2 separate regions of the Mus musculus genome follow, and region 1 is linked to region 2. A link is a contact called in public Hi-C data. All regions are on one chromosome and are shown on one strand. Each heading gives the region's core, a stretch centred on a gene start, on an enhancer-like site or on the middle of the called end of the contact. The rest is flanking DNA. Distances are from core to core; before and after follow the strand shown.

The links. A called contact is a pair of places that touch in the nucleus more often than the background predicts.
Region 1: a Hi-C map of B cells shows a contact between it and region 2, with 5 read pairs. The contact joins the promoter of Tent4b here to the promoter of Trir in region 2.

What each region holds. Positions count from the first base shown.
Region 1 is chr8:88,197,635-88,202,408 of GRCm38.p6, reverse strand. Tent4b (terminal nucleotidyltransferase 4B) reads right to left here and starts at 2,527. Exons shown (of 12, transcript NM_001372333.1): 1 at 1,907-2,527. The coding sequence starts at 2,505.
Region 2 is chr8:85,024,160-85,028,849 of GRCm38.p6, reverse strand. Trir (telomerase RNA component interacting RNase) reads right to left here and starts at 2,017. Exons shown (of 3, transcript NM_026760.3): 1 at 1,616-2,017. The coding sequence starts at 1,951. Get3 (guided entry of tail-anchored proteins factor 3, ATPase) reads left to right here and starts at 3,563. Exons shown (of 7, transcript NM_019652.2): 1 at 3,563-3,745; 2 at 4,525-4,672. The coding sequence starts at 3,585.

The DNA of each region.
Region 1 (4,774 bases), core at 1,278-3,777, 3.2 Mb before region 2:
AGGAACTATTCACTGCATCTCTCACACTAGGAGGGCCACTCCTAACTGCTGCCGTCTTCTTCAGGGTAAGAATACAAGTCTGATGGAGTGATAAGCCGCTTAGCAAGTTTACAATCAGTTTTTAAGCAGTAATCCCTCAGGGAAGTGAACATTCCTCCCTGATCCTTCTGAGGGCAAGGCAGTATCCGAAGCTTCTGCGTGGGAACTTTTTCAGGATTAAGGGGCAGCCAGCACTTTGGATTTATAGCATATCTTTTCTAGAAACAGACCAGAGGCATCAGTGAAATGCAGCTAGGGACCTTCCAGGTATTATTTGACAGTGATTACCTAAGCAGAGCTCACTCGAGGAAGACAAGACCACCAGAACCCTCAGCATTAAGTTGTTGCCACTAAACCACAGGTTTATGTTTGCCATGGGAAGGCTAACAGGATGGAACCACAAATCTTTAATGTAAGGTGATGACCATGGAGAGCGCCCTTGAAGCTGGCAAAAATGCCTGAGCCAGGAAGGATCTCCTCTGGAAAACGAGGGCAGCTATGAGGCATTCCCCAGCATCACTCCTGAACCACATGACTGCATTTTTCCATAAAAGGTGGGAGTTGTAATAGTAGTGTACTGAGCAGACACCAGCCCACTACAGCAGATGGAACCCACCAACTCATTTTACCAAACCTTCAAAAAGGTACACACAACTATCTCTCCTTGCCAAAACCAGGGCAGAGCTGACTGGGTGAGTCTAAGAAAGTTCACACGGGATTACTGATTGATTTCCTGAGGCCTAACTACAGATCAGTACCTGAAAACGAGAAACTGCCCTCAAAAACCTTCAGAGCTGGTTTTCCATACTGGAGCTACACAAACCACACTCTACACTTCTCACACACACACTACACCAAAATCCAAAAGCATAAGTTTATGAAAAGGGAAAAAAAAAGAACGAGAAGAAAAGACTCAGTAACCTAATCCAGCCAACACAGGGGCTCTTCCCAAAGGAAAAGCAGGCTGGAAACATTCCCAGCTTATGTACATAATTCACTAGGGCTCAGGTAAGATTCCATTTTGTAAGAGCTGAACTTTAAACACAAAGTCACCGGTGGTGCAACATTCACACACTAACACCAGCACCCCTAAATGAAAACCACTGCTACCTCTGCCACAGTGACAACCTCACAGTGAGAAGCTGCCGACCATGAACTCCTGCAAAGTTCTGTCAGGGCTCAGAAAAGCTCACCATCTATGACAACTTCAAGCTAGCTGTCACTCAGTGCTTTCTGCTCACGACAGACATGGCAAACACTGGCTTTTTTTTTTTTTTTCCTTAAGTAAATATAAAAGATGGGCCAAAGGATCAAGAGCAGGCAGTGTCTTTCAGGGCTGAGGAGATTTTCGTCGTGGACTGGGGGAGGGGAAGGAGCATTCTGGATGTTTCTATTCTTGGCAAGAAGAGCACCTCCTGGTCCTAACATCTAAAGACGCTAAGGCAGAAACGTTCTCAGGAAGTTAACTAGCCCGATGCTAAGGGGCTTCATCTTGGGGTGTGGTGGTGGGGAGCAAGGTGTGGAGGACAGAAAGGGATCAGAGGGCAGGCTGAATTCTAGAGCATAGAAAGATCCAGGAGAAGGACAAGCAAGAATGCATCGGGAAGGTGTGGACAGTTAGGAGAGGAGGAAGGTAGAGATGACTACGAAAAGGAGAGGATAGCTCCACTTTTTCCAAAGGAATTCCAAAGAAAGGTCCACCGAGACTGGTCAAGCTATGAAGGAATGAATGGCCACCGATGCTCTGGAGGCCCCACTGGGGCTCCCCATCCCCCACCCATCATCCCCCCCTCCCGCCTGTGGGCGTGTTCCCCGCTGTGCGGGTGTGCCGACCCTCCAAGACGCAGGCCACGACGCCAGCACTCACCCCACGACTCCCTGGTTGTAGTTCCGTCGCTTCCACGGGGTCCCGCTGTACACGCCCCCGCCGCCGTCCGCCCGTCCGCCTCCGGCCGCGCGCCCTCCGCTGGGCTGCAGCAGGCTGTAGTTGAGTCCGTAGGTGCTGGCCTTGTTGTCACGTTTCCTCTTGTTGCTGCTGCCCGAGGCCGGGTCGGTAGACTCGGAGGCGGGGAGTGCGGCCGCCGGTCGCGGGGACGAGGGAGCCGATGGGACCGGCGACGCCGAGGGGCCCGCCGATGCCCGCCGTGCCCAGGCCGCCGGCTGGTGGTGATTGTTGTTGTTGTTGGTCGTCTCCAGGGGCAGGAAGTCCCGCTGCTCCGCGGGCACGGCGAGGCCGCCCAGTGGGCGCTCCCCCGAGCGGAACATGCCGGCCGGGGCCGGGGCCGTGCCGCCGGGGCTGCCGGGGCCGCTGCCGCTCCCGCCGCTCGCGCTGCTCGCGCCGCTGCTGTGACAGTGGTGGTTGAAGTAGAGGTTCCTCAGCCCCTGGGTCGTCTCCCAGATCTGCATCCACAGACTATTGGACGGTCCGAGCTGCTCTGGCTGGAACCAGGCGATCCTCGGATCCATCAAACGGCGGCGGCCGCTGCCCCCGCCCCTCCCGGCCGCCCGCAGGGCCGCCGCCGCCGCCGCTGCCTCAGGCGCACGCCCGCCCTCGGCCGCCGCCGCCGCTGCCACCCGGGTTCCGCCACGGGCGGCGCGGTAGCGCAGGGAGCCTGGCCGGCGCCGGCGGCGTCGCTCCCGCCCTCGGGGCTCGCAGGCCCTCCCCCCTCCCTCCGCCCCTCCGCCGAGCCCCTGTCACCGGGGTTCCCGTGCAAATGGCGGCGGCGGATCCCGAGAAGGGCGAGCGGCGGCGGCGGTGGTGGCGGCGGCGGCAGCAGCAGCGGCGGCGGCGGCGGCAGCGGCGGCGGCAGCGGGACGCGCCTGCTCCGTAGCGTCCGTGCTGCTCGGCCCCGGGGCGGGGCCTCCGCCGGCTCCGCCCCTCGCTCCGCTCCGCCTGCCCCGCCGCCGCGCTCGCCCCGCCCCGTCCCTGCTGCCAGCCGTCCGCGGGTTCCCCGAGGCCGCACCGCGCGTCACAGAGGCCGCGGCAGGCTGCAGGCAGCGGGGCCGCAACCGCCTGGTCAACCGTCCCGCGCTAGCTTAGCTGGGGTCGCACGTACCTGGGCCTCCGGGCACCTCGGACGCGCGCGCCGCCGCAGGACTCTGTTGCCGCTCAAGCGCCGCCGAGGCACACGAGGCGGCTGCCGACTCCGCGGAAAGTGACTGGTTTGCGCCGCCCACCCCGCTCCGGACCGCCGGCTCCGCCCCTCGGTCCCGGCGCGGCCCCGGGGCTCCTGGCCGCGCGCCGCGCGAGCACGAGAAGGGCGGGCTTCCGCTCAAGGGCCGGGTTAGCACGCGGCTGCACGCGCATCTCGGTTCCGGAGCGGTCTCAGCGGCCTCTGGGTCGCGAGTGCTGGCACCGCTGCCCGGCTGGAGGGCCACACAGCGCGGCTGTTCCAAGGTGCACTTACGAGCTCAAAGCCCCTCAACTTTCATAACTAAGAATACTCGAAGCCTTTTAAACCTAAAATCACACTACCGTTGCGGTTAATGATCGTTTTTCATAGAATGCCCATTTGTGTAGCTTTCTTCTGGCGCGAAAAATAACCAAAAAGGGGGCAGGGGGTGGTTGTCAGTAATTAACATTATCCAGAAGACTAGAACACTTACTGTGCGCATGCTTCAAGCTCGCTGCAAATTCCAGAACCGAGTCCCTGACTGACACTTGAGTTTTGGCTCTGTGCCCAGTTCAATATCCTGGAAAGTTTGGGGTGGTGGTGATTGGTTTTGTTTATTTACTTATTTTGCAAAGGATTAAAAATCTGTTTGTCACAGAATGAATCATTGCTCTACGTTTTTTCTTAGGGGGAAAAAAAAAAAAAGAATACAATGACCACTGGCTGAGCTAATTGTAACTCTATTAGAGTGCTTGCTTAGCACACGAAATGCCCTGAGGTTGGTGCCAGACCCTCAGCAGGAAAGGAGAATCTCCGATTCATGGCCATCCATAGCTACATAACAACTTGAGACTCAAGCCCTCCTTTTCCGGACGGGGACACACACACACACACACACACACACACACACATGAAAGTGAAGACACACTATTAAATGTTTCCATTTCTTCCCCAAGTCTCTGTACAATACATGTCAAAATACAAGACATTCAGTTATTTTGCACTTTTCTGCAAATGTCATGTTATAAGTCACTGCCATTGGTATTTTTTTACATTTTTGTATATTTAATTTTTTTTCCATTACAATAGTACCTTAACAAAAGTTATTTGTTGTATGTGAGCTATTTTTTTTTCTTTCAGCAAATGTGAAGAACTACTAGAGGCTAGCAAAAATGATCAAATAAGATGATATACAAGAGCACTTTATAGGAGCTGGAGATGGCTCAACCTTTAAAGCCTCTAAGAGTACTGGCTGCTCTTCCAGGGGACCCAAGTTCAAATCCCGGCACTCACATGGCAACTCACAACTGTCCAGTTCCAGGGGATCTGACACACAACACAGACTTACATGCAAGCAAAACTCTAATGTACATAAAAATAAAAAATTGTAAAAGTACTTTATAAATTCAAATGTAAGCCGGGCATGGTAGCGCATGCCTTTAGTCCCAGCATTTGGGAGGCAGAGACAAGCAGATTTCTGAGTTCAAAGCCAGCCTGGTCTACAGAGTGATTTCCAGGACAGCCAGGGCTATACAGAGAAACCCTGTTGTCCCGTCCCCCCCCAAACAAACAAAAAAAAAAAACCCAAAAATCAAAAACAAAAATAAAATCAAATCAAATGT
Region 2 (4,690 bases), core at 768-3,267:
GGGTTTTCACCCTGGCCCCATGTTCTCCCTTTAACTGGGGGCCTTCAAGAGATTATCCTGTTCTTACCCTTTAACTAGGCAGTGACTGCTGGACTATTCCCACAATCGCTTTTGTGCAATACTGCAGGTGGAATCTAGGATCCCATGCATTCAAAGCGATCTTCTGCTGAGTTAAATCCCCAGATCTCGTTTCTGAGACGGGGTCTCACTAAGTTGCTCAGGCTGGCTCTGAACTCATTCTGGACGTCAGATCCTTTCACGTCAGATCCTTTCTCAGCTCCTGAGTAGCTGATACTACAGGCACACACTACTGGACACACACACACACACACACACACACACACACACACACACACACACACTGTGTTGTTTTTAGAAACAATGTAACCTTTGTTCAGACTCTGCAATCCTCCTGCCTCAAGCACCACAGTGCTAGGATTCCATGTATGTGCCACTTTGGAGGCTCACACACACCCCCTTTTAAGACCTAAACAAACTTAAGCCTTACCCCAAACCACAGAACTGGATCCAAGATTTGACCCACAGTCTGTTATTCTCAAACCAACATTTCTTCCTCCCCACTACAAGGTCTCAACATCAGAGACAAAGCAAGCTCAAAACTAACAGAGTATATGTCCAACTTATTTAACCCGAGGCTCCTCAACATGACACTTGACATTTTCAGCTAGATCATTCTTTGTTATCCCTTGCGTTATAGGATACAGAAGAGCATCCCTGCTATCTACCTATAGATGTCACTAGCATCTCCTCTTAAGAGTTTGACAACCAAAATGTCTACAGACTTTACCAAATACATGAGGATGAAGAGACTTGCTCCCAGTAGAGAACCACTGGTCTTGTTCTTTAAGAGTCTGTTCTGACTTTCCTAGGACCACTTCATGAAATACATCAAAATCTCAATTATTAGAACTACAGAAAATCAGGATAGGCCACCCACACTCCAAACAAACAACGTTCTTTTCTGTCAAAGACACCACCAATAAATACTCAGCACAAGATAAGGTGCTAAATAAATGGACATTAGTTAAATAATAAAGAAAGGAATCGATTGATCTTGCTAAGGCCACAAAGTCGGTGATTTGCTTTTTGTTATTGGTTGGTTGGTTTTGTTTAGTTGGGACAAGGTCTCACTTTTTCGAATTCTCCTCTTCTTGCATCCGGAGTGCTTGTAATACAAGGCGTGTACCACCACGCCCGGCTACGGTCCGTGGTCCGAGTCGAGTCTAACGATTACAGCAGACTCGGGATTTAAATGTGTCTCCTCTTTTTCCCCCACATTATATGTGGGCCTCACTATTCAAAGTCTGGGTACAAATCAAACGGGAATCCTAGCATCTAGGGCCCCCTAACCCCAGAGCGCTGCTTCCAATGCAATTTCCCGGTTCTCAGGTCCCACGAATGAGATCTAAGGATTCCCATTCCCGCCCAGAAACACCTCTGGTCCGGAATCCAGGCTCGAGATTCTCAGCAAGCGACCGGGACCGTCCAGGCAGCCGGGCGGAGGACTGCCTTGGACCATGACGCCCCTTCCCGGGCCCGACTCCCCCAGCCAACGCGGGCCCCGGCGCCCGCCCCCACCCCCGCGGCTCCTTACGAAGCTGAGCGTGGGGCCTGGGCCGCCCTTCCTCTTCGGATTCCCTGGGCCCGCCGCGGCGGAGGCCGGTGGATCGGGTCGCTGCGGGCCCGGGGGTGGCTCCTCCTGCCGCTGCCGCTGCTCCTCCTCCATCTTCCGCTTGAACAGCTCCAGGAAGCTGCCATCGTTGGCAAACAAGTTCACACCGCTGGACACCGGACTCGAGCCCGACACCTCGTCGTCCCCACTCTCGGGTGACGTTCCCGGTCCCGACTCAGCCCATCGGCTCCTGCCGCTGCCCGCCGGGCCGGGCGCCTCCCGACCCGGAGGCTCCGCCCGTCTCCCTCGGGCAGCCATTTTGTGGCCAGATGCCGTGCAAAGGACGTCGGGAAAGGCTCTCAGACCGCGCGCTTGGCGCGGGACTGGCTTCGTCTGGAGCAATGCATGCTGGGAAGAGAGGTCGGAACCCAGAAGCCAACGCAGAGTGGGCGGAGCTTAGGTGGGGCCAAAGGGTTCTGACCTGGCCACCAGGCGATGGAGCCCAGAAGCCGGTCCCTTTCCTTCTGGTCCTCGGTTCCCTAATCCTGCTAGATACGAGTTAGCTAAGCAGCCAGAAGCTCCCCGAGAATGGGACCATCGTTTGGGACCCAGGCCCCCTGTAAGGGCTAAGAGAACAATCCCAGGCAGCCACCAGAACTCTGTAACTGAACGGATCTTGTTTGGAGCCTGTGTTTTCAATTGTCCCTTGGGAACTTGTGTGGCCCCTAACTAGGTCTACAAAGCATATCTAACTTGATACCTCCTATTAGAATGGAAGCATCTCCAGGTTTGACATCTGTCTCTGAAGTTAATCTCTTAGCTTGAAATAAAAATACCGCTGGCAGCGGGGCGTGGTGGCGCACGCCTTTAATCCCAGCACTCAGGAGGCAGAGGCAGGCGGATTTCTGAGTTCGAGGCCAGCCTGGTCTACAAAGTGAGTTCCAGGACAGCCAGGGCTACACAAAGAAACCCTGTCTCGAAAAACCAAAAAGAAAGAAAGAAAGAAAGAAAACCGCTGGCTGCGTGCAGCTAGACACTGCCTGAGATTAGTATTTAAAGAGGCTGGAGCACTAAAATGAAGCCGAACGTATTTCCAGGCTGAGAACCTAAGACTTAATGTTTTGAGCTGCGTACTGCATGAAGGGACTAAGGACCCTTGTATTCTTTCCCAAGGACAGGGACTCGATTAAAATTGCATTTGCTGAACTTGGAGCACACCCAGAGAGAAAGCAGAGTGCCAAGCGCAATAAGAGTTTCAGAAATTAAAGTTCTTTCTACAAGGACGACTTGTTGCAGGAATCATTCCTGCCCAACATGGGAGTTCCGGGAACACAGGGGGAAAGTCTGCATACTCTGCAGCAAATGGAGTCTTTTAATCGACCCTCAGCCAAATAACCAGTTCGTTCGTAATTGGTTTGCGACAGAAACCATGTGGCTCACAACCAACTGGGTAACTGGAGGACCGGAAGAGATGTTGAGGTCCAACACAGAAAGTAAGGGGGAAATGATAATCAGGAAACTGAGCCTATGGAATCAAGAGCTACCTCTGCTCTAACTTCACGCAAAAAGCTTGGCCAGGATGTTTGCCTGGTTGCTAAGGAGAGGTTGACGCCTGCAGGGACTTGAGCGTGACTAGTGGAAGTAAGACAAGATTCATCCAATGAAAAGAGTGCCGCAAGACTCAGGGCCCAATCAGTGAAGAGCAGTAGTCTGGGTCATACCAATATGTCCGCGAGACAGGGGAATCCTTAGAAAACTACAGACAAAAGTTCACAAAGGTGAGCCCTTGACTCATAAAATGGTGAAAAGATAGCGCTCATTATCTCCAAATGTCAATGCAGGAGTAAAATAAGTCAGACTTCCAGCCTGTACAGGGCTGTGGCAGACTCATTTCCCCTGTACGTATTTAGCACGTGGTGCGCCCCGATTAATCACGTGAGCCGGGTCCAAGATGGCGGCGGGGGTGGCCGGGTGGGGGGTTGAAGCAGAAGAGTTCGAGGATGCACCTGATGTGGAGCCGCTGGAACCCACGCTTAGCAATATCATCGAGCAGCGTAGCCTTAAGTGGATCTTCGTCGGGGGCAAGGGTGGCGTTGGTAAGACCACCTGCAGGTAAGGAGACTCTAGCGGGGCCCAGAGGACGGGTGGGATGTACCACTGGACCAAAGGGAGGACAGGGACCGGCTTTCTCTTCCCGAGCGGGGCAAAGCGAACTGAGCATGGCTCTACGGGGTTGTTTCTCTCTGGAAATTACTGCAGCCTGCTGAAGATACCTCCTGAATGCAAGCCTAGCATCCTGGGTTGGATCATCTCTCTTTGGGTCTTGTGAATTCAGCGTGTGGGATGTGCAGAGGAACACGTAAATCCCGCAGCCCGCCGGACAGTACCCCCCCCACCCTCCCCCAGGGAGTTCAGAGTAGAGGGAGCGACACTAAGGCAAGCTGTCTTAGTATAACAGACTTCTATTTGATGCCAGAGAGGGAAGAAGTAAAACGGAGTGGAAAGGGCACGTGATTATGGTGCCTCGGTTCGTTGAGAGGTGAAGTACATTGTCCTGAACAAGTAGAGGGAGGGAGGGAAAGCATTCTGCCTGCTGGACAGCTGGTTTGTGCCACTGAGTGCCAAAAAGGGAGGGGAAAAAAAAGCAGAAACAGGCATTCAAAAAGATCCTATCAGTCAGCTGAATATTGCACACCAGTCCTATCGGAATCGAAGTCAGGTGGTGATTTCTTCAAGGATTAAGTAAGGCTTGATCTCACTGGGACCTATACATTGGTCATAAGGTCCTTGCAGATCCAGGTTTCTGTGGCCTGACCTTGCAGATCCTGCTACAAACACCACTACCAAAACTGACTCCTCACTCCTCATCTTCTCACGTTTCTTTTTCGCAGCTGCAGCCTGGCAGTCCAGCTGTCGAAGGGACGTGAGAGTGTTCTGATCATTTCCACAGACCCAGCTCACAACATCTCAGATGCTTTTGACCAGAAGTTCTCCAAGGTGCCTACCAAGGTCAAAGGCTATGACAACCTCTTTGCTATGGTAAGTAAAGCTGGCCTC